Linked DNA regions of Sus scrofa: region 1 is linked to region 2. Evidence: chromatin contacts called from public Hi-C data. All regions are on one chromosome and are shown on one strand. Each heading gives the region's core, a stretch centred on a gene start, on an enhancer-like site or on the middle of the called end of the contact. The rest is flanking DNA. Distances are from core to core; before and after follow the strand shown.

Region 1 (7,285 bases), core at 1,257-3,756, 140 kb after region 2:
TCTCTGCCCACCTCCGAACTCTACTTGGGTCTGTTTTTAACATTTGAGTCAGATCATGGCTGACCAGGGCTCACAAAACTTGGCCTTCCTGTTATTTCTCTGTTTTTCATGCCCTGTGCTCTGGCCACACTGGCTATCCCTCCCACGTGCCAAGCTGGATCCTGATCCGGGTCTTCCCCTGGCCATATCTTCCCAGTCTCCATTTTATCTCCTTCCCAGATTTATCCACACCTGACATTCTTAGGTTTATTTATGTTTCTTACCTGACACTCCCCAACCAGTGTGTAAGCTCTGGACCTTCCTGTCTGAAATCCTAGGCCCGTAGCTGTGACATAGCTGGTGTTCAGAGAAGGGCAAGCTCCGTGGCTGTCTTACTTTGCGTCTGTTCTTCTCTGGGCCTCTCACCCCTCATCTGAAATAGGGCCCCCAATTCTTCTTGCCCTGACTCCTCATAGAGTGGCTGTGAGACTCAAGTGAGGTGGTGAATATGACCTATGGAATTTGCAAACTTTAAAGTTCTGCACCATAGGGACACATGCCAATTTCCTTTCACCTCTTCTGGTTTTCACCCTCTTTTCCAAATGACAGGACATGGACCACTGGCTTTTTCAAACCATAAATATTTTCTTCATGGAGCTGGGTGGTCTGCTGTCCCCAGAAATGTCTGTTTTGTCTCCCCAAACCCGCGTCTTGGCATCCTAACTACACCTCCCTGGCATTCCTGATAGCACACAGACATCCTTCGCCACACGGCAGGTCTTAGCTTATGGATCATAAAACAGAGACCCGGCATACCTCCCCACAGGCCCACCAGCTTCATACGCCATTACTTTCCCCTGAAGACACACCTCAGATGGTGGAGACAAGCCACAGGCCCTGTTGAGAGATCCTTTTCTTCCTGCACCAGCTGACTGGAACCCAATTTTGCGTGCCCATGACAGAAGGTCTTGGAGTACGTGCCACTCATTCACATGAGGTTTTCCAAATTGCTGAGCCCATTTCGCTTACCTATATATCTCCCTAGCCTCTCTCTAGGTTTCTAGGTAGAGCAAGATCCAGAGAGTTTAGAAACTTTTGCAGCTTCCAGAGATTATATTATTCACACATTTGCAAACACCTGGGAAGAGATGAAGGGAGAAAACTGTGGTTTCATTCAAAGAGATAGCATCCAGGAGGCAGGAAATCTGTATTCATTCATTCATTCATTCAACAAACTTCTATTGAACTCCTCCTGTAGGAACTAGAAATAGAGCTTGGAACATGACAGACATGTAGTTTTGTCCTCATGGAGTATTGTGTGTACTGTACGTGTGTGTGTGTGTGAAAAACAAGAATCAGAAAGATATAAACAAGGAGTTATGCAAAAAAGATTTCAGATAGCTGTAAGTGCTACAAAGAGAATGAAATTGTGAAGTAGAGACTAGACCTTTCAGGTGGGATAGTCAGAAAAAGTCTTTCCAGAAGCTAACATTTTGGGAGAAAGCTGAATGGTGCAGAGATTTGGGCAAAGAACACCCATTAACATGCTTGATGAGTCTGAGAAACAGCAGAGTCTGAGAAACAGCAGAGAGGGGAGAGATTAAAGTGAGGGAGGGGAGAGGATTAGGAGATGCCTGGGAAGGCAGGTAGGAGCCAGTTCATAGAGTGCCTTGCAGGCCATCATGTCGTCATTATTTGTTTTTTCATTCATTCAACAGACATTTATTGAGCATCTATGATGTGTGGGCTGAGACACATGAGACCCTGCCCTCACAGTCGGATACCTGGGGACACACAAACAGATAAGGAAATACTCTAAGTGTAAATACCAGCTGTGAGAAATATTAGGAAGTGCTCTTTTCCATTACTTCAATGCCCCTTTAAGGGCACAGGAGGAAGAGACCTGCTAACAGAGTGGGGCTTCTCCTTCGGATGATGCCAGCTGTACCCCAGGAACTCAGCCAGGAACCTGAGGGCCCTGACTCCTCTGCTCCCCCTCCCCTCTCCTCCCCTCAAGATGGCTGACGAAGGGCCAGCCGGGTGGGTGGGAGGAAGGAAGGACTTGTCCCAGGGTCCAGGGCTGGCGGGGGCACCGCAGCGCCCATGTGGCATTGCGGCTGGAGCTGGGGGACTAAGGGCAGAACCTGCTGCTGCTGTGCGACTCCAGTGGGGGCGCTTCCTTCTCTGGGCCCCCCACAGCCAAAGCTAAGCGTCGCCGGTCGGGGTAGGCGAGCGGGAAGAAGGGGGCCCCAGGAGGAGTCTCTAGCGTAGAAGGACCTTTGCGGGCTCCCCTCTAGGGCCTGTTATCCGGGTGGTGATTTAACCAGCCGGGGGGCCAGGAGGCGGTGCCTGTGGAGGAGGGGCGGAGGGGGAGGCTCCCGAGTGATTTCAAATTTCCCTCGTCCCCGCCCCCCGCCCCCCGCGCCAGAGGCGCGGTTCTGAGTGGCTGTGGCGGGGGCGCCCCCGGGCGGGGGCGGAGCGACTGCCGGGCCGGGGTTACAAGGGGACTCGGCACCGCCCCCTCCCCACCCACTCCTGCTGCCAGGTTTGGTCTGCGTCTCTTCCTCGCAGCAGCCGCCCCCCCAGCCCGGCGGCCGCGGCCCGCGTGGACGCCCCGAGCGCCCCCCGACGGACGCCACCGGCTCACTGGCAGGCGGGCGAGCGTGCGGCCGCGCCCGGCCGGCAGCGCGGGGGTTAAGGGGCCCAAGTAAACGTAGCTCGGCGATCGGCGCAGGAGATTCGCGAGCCGAGCGCTCTGCTCGGCCGCCCGCCGGCCTCCCGCCAGCCTGCCCCGACCCGCGGCTCGACCGCGGAGCCGCGCCCGAGTCAGGCTCTCGGCAGGTGAGCGTCCGGTGGCCCCGGGGAGGCTCACCAGCCCGAGGACTCCGTGGGTTGGTGGGGGAGGGGGCAGAGGAGGGACACCGAGACTGCAAGGAGGGATCCCGTCTCGGGACCTCTTAGGGAGGCAGCTCCCATCCGGCTGGAGACCAGGCATGATTGGGGAGGAGAGGTCTTTGACCCTATCTGGGAAGCGGGCTGGGGGGACAAAATGGGCGGGGGCATGTGTCTTAGAGGAATATGAGTGGAAGGGATACTTGCTGTGTTCCCGAGGAGAGAAGTTCGTCCCCAGGGAGGGGGACTGGCGGCCTTCCTGGGGTCTAGAGCCGAGGGGAGGAGGTGACCCATTGAGAAGTGGAGTAAATGGGGCGTGTGATCTTACCTGGCATCAGCTTTAGGGGAAGCTTCCTTGGGGAGGGGAACGGAATAGAAAATAGTCCTGCCAAGGAAGTGAGTGTCCGTCCATTACATCTTGGAACTGGCGTTTCAGCCGAGATAGCTGCCCGCCTTCCCTGGGCTAGGAAAGAGTTAGGGGGCGTGGGTGCGGGCGAGCAGGTGGGCCAGGGTGTTGGCGCGTACCGGGGGCGTGCGCCAGACGAGCGGGCTCGCTGGGTCCTCGCGGGATGAGCTGTGGAGAGTAAGGATCCGCGGGGCTGCCGAGATGCCCTCGGGAGAGGTTCCTTTCTCCCCCCTGTGCACACCTGGCCGGGGAGGAGCCGGCCCGGGGCGGCGCCTTCCTGCTCTGACCACGCTGCCTGCCCTGGGGGCTCACTTTCCATTTTCCACTCTTCCAGAGGCAAGCTGGTCCCACCCCCCAAACTTGCAGACTGAGGCGTGAAAACCTCCAGCACTATCTTGGTGTCCCTGTGGTTGTTTGGTGAGAGAGGGTGCGTGGTTCTCCCACTTTGCAGGGGAAAAAGTGGAAGCTGGGGCAGAGCCTGCCGACTTAGCAAGTTAGCAGCAGAGAATTGCTCCTGGGCCTGGGTTTTCCCTGCTGGAGTCCTCACCTGTGACTGGGAGGGGCTGCAGGAGATATGGGCGCAGCCGAGGCCTGTGCCTCCTCTTTGCCTCCTTCACTTATTCCCCTAGACTGAAAGAGCCTGGCTGGGCCCTTGTGCTTTCCCAGCCACCCATGCTGAAAGGTGTATGAATTAAAGAGAATTAAGGATAAGAGTATGAGTTCTGATTTTCTGCTTCCTGATTTCTGGATGCTGTGAGCTTTGGTGAATTGGTGGCAATTATCTTTGGGTGTCAGGTCCTGCTGGGGCCCTCCCTTAGAGCCTCTAGTAGAGGGCCCAGGGCACTGACCTGCCTCTGCCCCCCTTCCCCAGGCCAGCCATTGGAAACCCCAGGTGCAGACTTGATTTTTCCCAGTGTTGAGATGATGCTACCTATAGTATAGGTCCAGCATACACTAATTCCTCAATAAAGGCTTGCCACTCTTGGCATCATTATCTAACATGTAGGCTAAGCAGGCTGCCCTCTTTAGGGGAATGCATAGGTCATTGGCATGTGTTTAAGTCTCCCTGTAAATCTGTTGCCCTCTGTGACTTAGTTATTATATCTGCGAAATGGGAACAATCATACTAGTAACCCCAGGTTGTGTAAGAATGAAACTAGTTGTTACGTGATTTAACCTCTAACCCTCTGTTCCTCAGATGTCTGAAGGAGGTAAGAGTCCCAATCACATTAAGTTTGAGTAAAGACTCAGTGTGATAGAAGGTGGTGACTGCTGGTTTTTGTATTAACCAATAGCCCCTCTTTTTAAGGTGGCCATTAATGAGAATTGGAGATGAAGGGAGGCACCTCTTCTGGCCACTTCTTTCCTGCCTTCTTCCACCAAGGTATTCATTCCTCTCTCAGCTAAGAAAGTTTTGCAAATCATTGTCCTTCATTTGGGAGTTGGCAAGAAGGAGGGCCTTTGTTCCTTTCTGAAAGGAGCATCTTGTGGCTTTATGGGTTAGGGCCATTTTTACACCCCCAGTCCACCCTCAGTTTGGGGCCTGCCTTGAAGGTGTAAAAGCAGAGCTAAGTGAACTCCTTTACCCTCCCCTGTTGGGGTGGAGGAGGCTGAGACAAAGGGGCCAGGGCTGGGGCTGGCTGCATCCTGCTCCTTAAAGCCATAAGCATTACCCCCACCCCTTGCAAAGTTTGCTAGGAGGGGAGGAGGATATCTTGGAGCTGCAGGGGGCTAAGGGGAGGAGCAAGGGAGGTGGGGCTGGGAGAGGCTGCTTCCCCTGCTTCCTTTCCTTCAGCCACGTGGGGCCTGCAACCCAGAGGTGCCTGTTACTCTTTCTTATTGCAGCCCCAAGCTTCCTGATGGGGGGCTCTGGGCAACAACTTAACCCTTTGTCTCAGCCCAGCTTCCCTGCCAGCTGTCCCGCCTTGAGGCTCAGATATTTCCCATTGCACCTGAGATGGTCCTTGCGAAATCTGAAATTCCTCTTGGTCCTACGCCATGGCAAATGCCCCCACCCCCAGCCATTGAAAGAAACAGGATCTCAGCTCAGGCACACTCTGTGTTGAGTGAGTTTTTAAAAATCTTGAATTTAGGGTGATATTTCAGTTTCTCAGTGGTCCAGGGCCAGAAGGGTACAGAATCCCTCATGTTGTTGGCACTCGTTTGTAAAGTGATGTGCTGATGTTCTCATGCAGCTGAAAAATTGCAGGTGTTGGGACTCAGGGCTCGGGGAGATCCAGGTACTTCGGCAGCTTGGTGATTAGTGCTTTCCAGAACTTAGACACCCGCCATTATCCTGGGACAAGAGCTTGTCCCTCCAGAAGGGAAAAAGCCCAGTGTGCAGATATGGCTGTGGATGTGGCTGGAGGGAAGTGGCCTGGTGAATGCAGAGGGAGCCCACACATAAGCCGCTGTGTAGATTACAAGCGCACACACACACACACACACACACACACACACACACACACACACAGGAGAGTTGCTAGGAAGACTAAATGGAATCCAGAGGCCTTTTAGCTTAGTAAGCCTTAGGTGTTCTTTCCCAAAATAAGTTAGGTGGCGGCCCTAAGTGTTATAAAAAACTTGTTATCCTCTAGGTCATGTTATACATCTGAGGCAATAGACTTAAAGGGGCCTGGGCTTTGGAATAAAATCTGGATTTAGGAGTTCCCCTTGTTGCCCAGTGGGTTAAGAACCCGACATAGTGTCCTTGAGGATGTGGGTTCGATCCCTGGCCTCGTACAGTAGCTTAAGGATCCAGCCTTGCTGCAATCTGTGGCATAGGTTGCAGATGCAGCTCAGATCTGGTGCTGCCGCAACTGTGATGTAGGCCTGCAGCAGCTCCAATTCCAGCCCTAGCCTGAAAACTTAGATATGCTGGAAGTGCAGCTGTAAAAAAGAAAAAAAAAATTGGATTTATATATTCCTCCATTTATAAGCTGGTGGGTTAAGTCTCAGTTGCCTCATCTGGAAAATAGGGTTGCATTACTGACCATTTCCAGGGGATGCTGAAGCTTGAGGCAGTTGAGATGCTGTAGATTAAAAAGCTCACATACTGACGACTCAATTATGTTGTGTTATGTAGTAAATACTGAGATATTGGCAAGTGGTCATTATTTACTTCCTGAAAGTTGAAACAATCCTGGTTAGCATTCCTGAGATTTTCCCCAGAGAACAAGCAAAATGAGGAGGAACTGTTTTGTGTAGGGAATAGGTATATTTTTTAAAAACTGCCTTCCTCTGTTAGATACAAATGAAAATCAAATTTGCCATCCTCAGATGTCAAGAAAAAAGAGGTCATGGCCTGTCATCTCGAAGTCCCAATTTTTTTTCTGTCTTTTCTAGGGCCGCAGTTGATTTTCTAGGGCGGCATATGGGGGTTCGCAGGTTAGGGGTCCAATCAGAGCTGCAGCTGACAGCCTATGCCAGAGCCACAGCAACTTGGGATCCATGCCGGGTCTGCAACCTACACCACAGCTCAGAGCAACGCTGGATCGTTAACCCACTGAGCGAAGCCAGGGATCGAAACTCATGGTTCCTAGTCAGATAACCATTGAGCCACTACGGAAACTCCTCGAAGTCCCATTTAATCAGTGTTTTGCCTCTCAGTTTCTTCTGGAAATGGAGAAAACTCTTGAGGACCTGTAACCCGTCTTAAGCTAAGGGATGAGAACCCAAGGGAAATGCAGAGTGGTGAGGAAAAAGGTGCTCAATTAATTGGTGATGGTCTCCGAGGGCCTTGCGGTCACCTGGGACAGGCTTCCCAGGTGGATGGAGGACATTTTGGCGGAGCAGTGGAGATTTCTAGGAATCTGCAACCATTGGCCTCTGCTCTTAATCTTCCCCAGTTTGGCCTGACCAGGTCCTCTAAGAGGTCACCTGCAGAGATTTTCATTCCAGCGCTGCAGCCTGTGGGCTCTGCGCCAGGTAGACCCCTGCCACGTGCACCGTGGCACCCTCCCCTTCCCCACCCGCCCATCCTGCACGACGTTGCGACATAGGGCTCAA
Region 2 (7,329 bases), core at 2,960-5,459:
TTGTCAGATGGCCCAGGGCCCCGCCCCAGACATAACCTGTGGCCCTTTCAGGCTTGGGGGACAGGCCCATTCCGAGCGACCAGAGGAAAAGGAAAGGGTTGGTTCACCTTGTGGTCCAGGCTAGAAGGGTCTCGCCTTTGAAGGGTTTGCAGCCCCCTGCCTGGCAGCCCACAGAAATCGCAGCAGGCCAAACACAAGAAATACCAAATCCTAGCCGGCCTTGGCCCAGTCAGGAGGCCCTGGCTGGCTCCTGTCACAGAGAGATCTTATCCCCACGAGCCCCCGTGCTGCCTGGTGGAGGACTCCGCCCTCCTTCCCTCAGCCCTCAGCCCTCCGCCTCCACTTCTATTTCCTGTGACAACCTGCAAACTGAAGACCAACTTGCCCCCCCCACCCCCCACACCCAGGCTTCTGGTGGACCCCCCACCCCACCCCACCCCCAGCCGGGCCCCAGCTGCAGGAGGCCCCGGCAGAGTGTAATTCCCCTCGCCCTCCTCTCCGCCCTGGGCCCGTCCGGACAGATTAAGCCTTTGTCACACACACCCAGAAAAGCTCAGGGCCAGATGGGACAGGACAAGTGGTGTCAGATCATCGACCCTCTGCGGCCGGGACTCGGAAGGGCCCCGACCGCAGCACCACATATGGCTGTGGGAGGAGGAAAGGGGGCCCACGGAGGGGGCAGCCAGAGAGCAACATGGAAGGGAGATGACACATCACGGCCACCCTGGGGACCTGAGCTCACGCAGGGGCGCAGGGGGCCCTTGTTCCACGGCTGGATGACACAACTCCCACACCCCCTCTTCGATGAAATTGCTCTGTCTGCCTGCCTTCCCTTGGAGCCTCCATGGGCTTCTCGATCAGATCCTGAGCTACGCCCACCTCCCCTACCAGCTGGGTGCCAGGAGAGCAGGCTCAGAGTCCAACCCACTCCAATGCCCCATTGCCCCTGCAAGGCCTGTGGATGCTAAACAAATGTCTTGGACAAAGGTTTATGGCCCAATGACCTTCACAAAAACCCACTCAGGGCAAAACTATAGGATCTCTCCCAACTGCCGCCAGAAGCAAGGATAACTTTGTGTGTGTGTGTGTGTGTGTGTGTGTGTGTGTGTGTGAAAGAGAGAGAGAGAGAGAGAGAGAGAGAGAGAGAGGGAGGGAGAGAGCCAATGAAGGCAGAGGTTGTCCTTTGCACCTTTCAAAGAAGGTCCCATTCAGCTCCTCCCAGGAAGAGGCCATGGCTGCCCCAGAATTCCCAGCAGGATTTGTTCCTCTTAGATCAGTGAAAAGGAAAATGGAAATGGAAAAATAATAACTGAGCCCCAGGAAGGTGCTTGGAGCTGGGGGTGGCAGGACTAAGGGCATCTCTGCAGCCGGCTCCGCTTGGCTGGGCAAGTGGCAGGTAACTAAAGGGCTCTCTGGGGACCAGCGGGCCAGGCAGGTGGGTGTGGGTAGCTTAAGGGGCGGGCTGTTGCAGGAGGGCCCGTCTGTTGTGTTTGTCGTCCCCCTGGTAGCCTGGGCAGGGAGGCCTGGGTTCCCTTTCTCTGCCTCCCAGGCAGGTGGTCCCTTGAGAGGGCTTATTATTGGTCTGGGAGCAGGGGTGGAGTCTTTCAAGGCCCCTGCTGCCAGGCAAGGCGGGTCAGTGTGGGCCTCACGAAGGAACTGAAGGCTGGCAGGACCTGGAGCCAGGCCTAGCACCCAATTTCTGCATGTGGCCTGAATGGGCGTGCGTGCACTTGCTCCGCCTTGACAGCTGTGTGGCTAAGGGGGTAAGGGGACTGATGGCCCCATGATGCCTACTCCCTAGGGGAGAGGTCAACCTGCACAGAGAAGCAGTGAGCTAGCTGCCCTGTCTGAGGGTCACCTGTCCCCAAACTGCAGGAGTGGGTGGAGTGGGGGCTTCTGCCTCAGATGAGGAAGGTTGGGCCAAGCCTCCCAGCTACCGGGGGAGGGGTAACCAGAATGGGGTGGGGGTGGAGGGCACTAACAGACCTGGGAAGCCTGGATGGCTGAAGGCAATGACCCAGGGTAGGGGGCGAGGACTCAGCCAACCATCTGGTGGGTCACTGACCTCGGAAAAAGCACACTTAGGCTGGAGACTCTAGCCCAAGATGGGGGAGAAGCGAGGAGGGTAGGGAACTGGCAGAGTGGGGAGGACTGACCTAGGCTGGGGAGAGGCAATGACCCCTACTCCCAGTGTGGGAAAGTGGGCACTGATTTGGGCTGGGGGGAGGGGTCCCCGACTCGATCGGAGGAGGGGACAATGACCCAGACTCCCCTGGTTTGGCGGAGAGCACTGATTTAGGCTGGGAGGTCCCTGACTCGAGCGGGGTGGGACATTGCCCCAGCTGCCCCCTCTGGGAATCCAGCCCCGGCGCGCCCCTCGGCCCGGCCCCCAGCTCCCGGTCCGGCCGGAGGCGGCAGCGGCGCAGATGGGCTGCTGGCGGCCGCAGCGGCAGCGGCGCGGTTATCAGCGCTCCTCGCAGATGGGCCGCCCGCCCTCCGCGCTCGCGGCTCCCCACTCCCCGCGGCCTGCAGCCCCGTCCCTGGGCGCGGGGGGAGGCGCCTCTGGATCCGCTCCCCGGCTCCCGCCTCCCTCCCTGGCGGCCCCCTCACCCCGCGGGCCCGGCCCGGGCGGCCGCCGGAGGGGGAGGGGGAGGGGACAAGTGCACTTTTCGTAACGACCGAATCAATTGTGTGTGAAGAGCCCGCTCCGGCCGGGGACTGGGCTGAGCGCGGGGCGGGCGGGCCGGACGGGGGAGGAGCACGGAGGGGGGAGCGAGGGAGCGAGGGAGGGAGGGAGGCCGGCGCGGGGCGGCCCCGCTCGCTTGCTCGGGCCGGGCGAGGCCGGGGAGGGAGCGAGGGGGGCAGGGAGGGAGGCTGGCCCGGCCCGGCCGGGCCGGGGGCTGAACGCACTAATGGAGGGTCTCCGCGACGGAAAGTTCAAAGCTCAGCAGCGCCCCGGGAGCAGCCGCCCCCCCAGCCCCCACCCGCTGCAGAACAATGAGGTCCCGGCGGGGGAGCCGCGGGGCCCGCGCCGCACGCCCTCTCCAGGGCGCCCCGGGCCGGAGGGGACGCCCCCGCCCGGCCGCCCGCCTCCTCCCTCTCGGCGGCTGCGGTTCCCCGCCCCCTCCCCCACGCCACCCCGCCCGGACCGGGCCGGCCCCGGGGACGGGGGAGGGGAGGGGATGGATAGGTCAGGCCGCCCCCGTCCCAGGGAGGGGGGAGCTAGGGGCCCGGGGGGCGGAGGGGGCGCCCCACCCACCCGCGGGAGGCTGCTCCTGCGCCAGGCTGCGGCTCGGGCTGCCCCTCCCCGGGCCAGCCCCGGGTGGGGTCGGAGAGACTGTGCCCCTGCGGGCCCCCTCCCCTGGCGCTGGGAAGCCGAGCGGACTCCCCGTCCCGTGGCCGCCCCTGCCCCCCCCACCGCGGCACCACCCTCCACACACACACACACACACACACACACAACACACACAGACACACACCGCCCAGCCGGCCCGGGGGCGGGAGCGCGAGGCGCCCGGGACAGGCAGCCCCGGGGCGGGCGGGGGGAGGCTCGGGCTTCGGAGCAGCCGCCTGCTGGCGGGGGGAGGGGACGGGAGGACGGAACATGCTGGGGTGAGCAGCCCGGGACAGCCCGCCCGGCACCGCCACGGCCCCGGCAGCGGCGCAGAGGGGGGCAGGGACGCCCCGAACCCGGAGCGCTGCCCGGGCGGGCTGGGGCGGGCGGGTGAGCAGGGACGCGTGCGCCTCGGGAGGACGAGACCCACGGACAACCTCAGGGACACACGTTCGGACACACATCCACACCCCCACCCCGCCCCCGCCCGCCCCGAGCCCCGCGGCGGGACCGGCCCGTGGCCGCCGCGCGCGCACTCACCGAGCCCGTCTTGACCGGCACATACACCACTTGGCCCATCTTGGGTTCCCGGCCGCTGCCCAGGCGGAAGCCCTTGGAGCGCACCCAGAACTGGAACTTGCCTTTCTCGCCGGCTGCCGGGCCGCTGCCCGCGCCGGTCCCGCCGCCGCCCTGCAGGACCTCGGCGATCCGCTGGTATTTGCTGCGTGTCACCGTCTTGGTTTTGGCCGAGTCGCCGTAGGTGCGCAGGCACCAGTCCCGGAACTGGCGGCCCAGCTCCGAGTCCCCGGGGCTGCGCTCGCGCTCCCAGCCCCCGCGCAGCAGCAGCGTCGGCTTCGGCATCCTCCCGCCGCGCCCGGCGCCCTCGGGGGCGGGCCGGCCGCCGGGCCGCCCGGTGCCGGGACTGGGCTGGGCTGGGCCGGGCCGAGCCGGGGCGCGCCGCGGCTCGGGCTGTCCCGCGGTGTGGCTCCGGCGCGGCTGCTTGATGGGCACGGGCGGCGGCCGGACGCGCGGGGCTGCGGCGCGCTCTGTCCTGCTCGGGCGGCGGCGGCGGCGTTGGCGGCGGCGGCTCCGGCTCGCCTCCTGCTCCGCCTCCTCCTCCCCCCCGGCCGGGATGCAGGAGCGATGGAGGCAGCTCCGGGCCCGGAGGTGCAGAGGGGGCGGGCCGCCCCGCGGGCGGCCGGGGGAGGCGGGAGGCGGGGAGCGGCCCCGGGCGCGGGGAGCGAGACCGAGCCTGGGCGCGGGCGGCGGCGGCGGCGGCTGTCAGCTCGCGCGGCTCATCCTGCTCCTGCTCAAGCTCCCGCTGCCGCTGCTCTTCCTCCTCCTCCTCCTCCTCCTCCTCCCGCGCCCGCCTCCACCACGCCGCGGGATCCCACCTGTTAGAGCGTCGCAGCCTTCGCCGCCAACCCCCCCCCCCTGCTTCTCGCGCCCGCCCGCGGGGCCCAGCCCCCGCCCCGGCCCGGCCCCTGGGGGCGCGGGGGCCGCCGCGCCCGCAGCCGCCCGGGAGGGCGGGAGCCGCAGGCGCGCGGTGCCCAGCCCAGGGACCGAGTTCCCTCTGGCCGGGCCTGGCCCCGAGCCTCGCAGGCCGCGCTCCGCCGGGACCGGGCGGTCTCGCAGGGAGTAGGGCGCAGACCCCGCCCGGCCACTAGGGTTCCTGCCTCCCCGGGGGGCCCCCGCCCGATTTTAGCCGGGCGCGGGTGGTACAGGGCAGGGCCCCTTCCCTTCTTCCCGGCGACTGGCCTGACCTCTCCAAGTGTGAGCCCGGCGCCAGAGGAGCAGTGTTCCCCTGGGGAACCCCAAATCACCACCCTTCTGGGAGCCCCAAACTTCCTCCCGCCTCACCTCGAATTCTCCCAAGTTTGGCTATCCTTGCTTCTGCCATCGCCACTGCTCTGGGACAGCCCCGAGCCCCAGGGAAGTCATCAACATTGACCGGTGGCCTCACTCAGGCCAGCCATGTCAAGGCTTGGGGCAGTGCTCAACCCACCACAAATTCATCCTTATACACCCTGCCTTCCCCAGGTGCACCGTGACCTAGACTCGCTGACTGAGTAAGCTCAGGTGGACCTGCCATCACCCTCCTCCCTGGGCAGGACTGACCTTGGGTAGAGCCAGCCCCCTCCCCCTTAAGGAGATTACTAACATAAATAAAGGCATAGGCCAATTCCCCAGCATTTCTGCCCTCCTTTCTTAACGGGTCTGAGAAATTGCTGAACTTCTTTTCCTGCTGTTCCCTAGAGTCCCTCCCAAAGGTCCCCAGGCCACTCCTGCAGGCAAGTCACCACCCAAGACTGAGTCCCAGATTGTGGCCAGTGCAGGACCATTTTCCGCCTAGGGACTACTAGCTACCTTCATCCCAAGGTCCCCCACCCTGGTTCCTAGAGAGTCCCAGGTCCTGGCAACTCTGAGAGGCAGAGAGGACTGGCCTATTTTACAGATGAAGGCCTGGGGCTTGGAGAGGTGACCTGACCTGGCCAAGGTCATGCAGGGAAGAGAGGAGGGCTCTGGTTCTGGTCTGTCTGGCTCTGGCTCGGGTCTGTCTGGCTCCTGCCACCACATCACACATGAAATCTCCCCCCTGGCCTCCCGCTGGGAGGGATCCCCCTCACTGTATGTGGCTGGCTTACTTCCCCCAGTAGACTAGGAGCTCCAGATGCACAGGGCCCATATCTGACTCATCCCTGTATCCCAGGCCCTAGCACAGCACCTGGCACACAGTAGGTGCCAATAACTGCTGAAAGAACCCAAGAGGTCTTCCAAGTCCCAACCTCTCTCTGCATTTCACATAGATTTATTTTTAGATAATTTACATTTCCATGTTACTTTATATATACCAACAACTCCACAGTCATTTTTCCTCTTTATCTTCCTAAGAGTTCTTTTTGGTTCCATGCTGGCATGCCCATTTTTCAGAGATGACCACTTGAGCTCAGAGAGGGCAAGGCACTACCCAAAGGCCGCATAGCCGCCCCCACCCTGGGAGAGGAGGGAGGCTGCTGCATGATTTGGAAGCCCCTGCCCTGACTTTTCCAATACATCCCTTAACACTTAACCCCACTGCTGACTCCCCTCCCGAGAACAAAGGTGCTCTAGCCTAACAACGCTAATGATCACTTTCAGCAAGCGTGCCCTGGAGCCTAGGCGGTGGGGCTGTCCTTTTGAATTGGTATTTTAGAGTTCCCATCCTGGCACAGCGGAAACGAATCTGACTAACATCCATGAGGACACAGGTTCAATCCCTGGCCTTGCTGAGTGGGTTAAGGATCCGGCGTTGCTGTGAGCTGTGGTGTAGGTCGAGACACAGCTCGGATTCAGTGTTGCTGTGGCTGTGGTGTAGGCCGGCGGCTACAGCTCTGATTAGACCCCTAGCCTGGGAATCTCCATTTGCCATGGGTGCAGCCCTAAAAAGCCAAAAAAATAAATAAATAAATAAATAAAGAACTGGTATCTCTATCTAGTTCCAAGGCACACTTCAATAACCACTAAGCCAGACCACCTCCATGCATTCTGGGTCTTTTCGTGACTTTTAGAACGTAAAAACCTGGTTGTTGATCTTGGGCTGAGTTCTTGTGTGGCAGCAGGTGTAGTACAAGGGAAAGAACATAGGCTTCCAGGTAGAGGTTGAATCCTGACTACCATTTGCCATGGCATTCTTCATGCCCACAGATCCCAGTTGGCGCTTCCTAATTGAATGAACCCATCAGTCCACCCTTTGCTGGTGATCTCTGGCAGGTCACTGAACCCCAGCTGGATCATCTGGATAATGGACAGAGTGTCATGGATGTAAAGGTTCAGCAGAGTAATGTATGCGAGAGCGCCTATATATAACAGGTGCTCAGTGAATACCATTTGCACTCCCATAGAAGCTGCAAATCTTCAAGGAGAAAGATGAATTTGGTTAGTACTTTTTGTGTTTCATTCAGTCAACAAACAGTTCTTGAGCAGCCATTATGCCCTGGGTGCTGGAAATAGAGTCA

What was found. A called contact is a pair of places that touch in the nucleus more often than the background predicts.
Region 1: a contact with region 2 is called in a Hi-C map of epiblast stem cells, with 1.7 times the contacts expected there. The contact joins the promoter of DNMT3B here to the promoter of NOL4L in region 2. A contact is called at or near these places in 2 of 47 Hi-C or Micro-C datasets (epiblast stem cells and retroperitoneal adipose tissue) and 1 of 2 datasets of contacts at active chromatin or transcription factors (alveolar macrophages).

Annotation. Positions count from the first base shown.
Region 1 is chr17:36,343,310-36,350,594 of Sscrofa11.1, forward strand. It overlaps DNMT3B (DNA methyltransferase 3 beta), which reads left to right and starts at 2,507. Exons shown (of 23, transcript NM_001348900.1): 1 at 2,507-2,820.
Region 2 is chr17:36,196,826-36,204,154 of Sscrofa11.1, forward strand. NOL4L (nucleolar protein 4-like) reads right to left here and starts at 4,210. Exons shown (of 11, transcript XM_021077429.1): 1 at 3,875-4,210. The coding sequence starts at 4,195.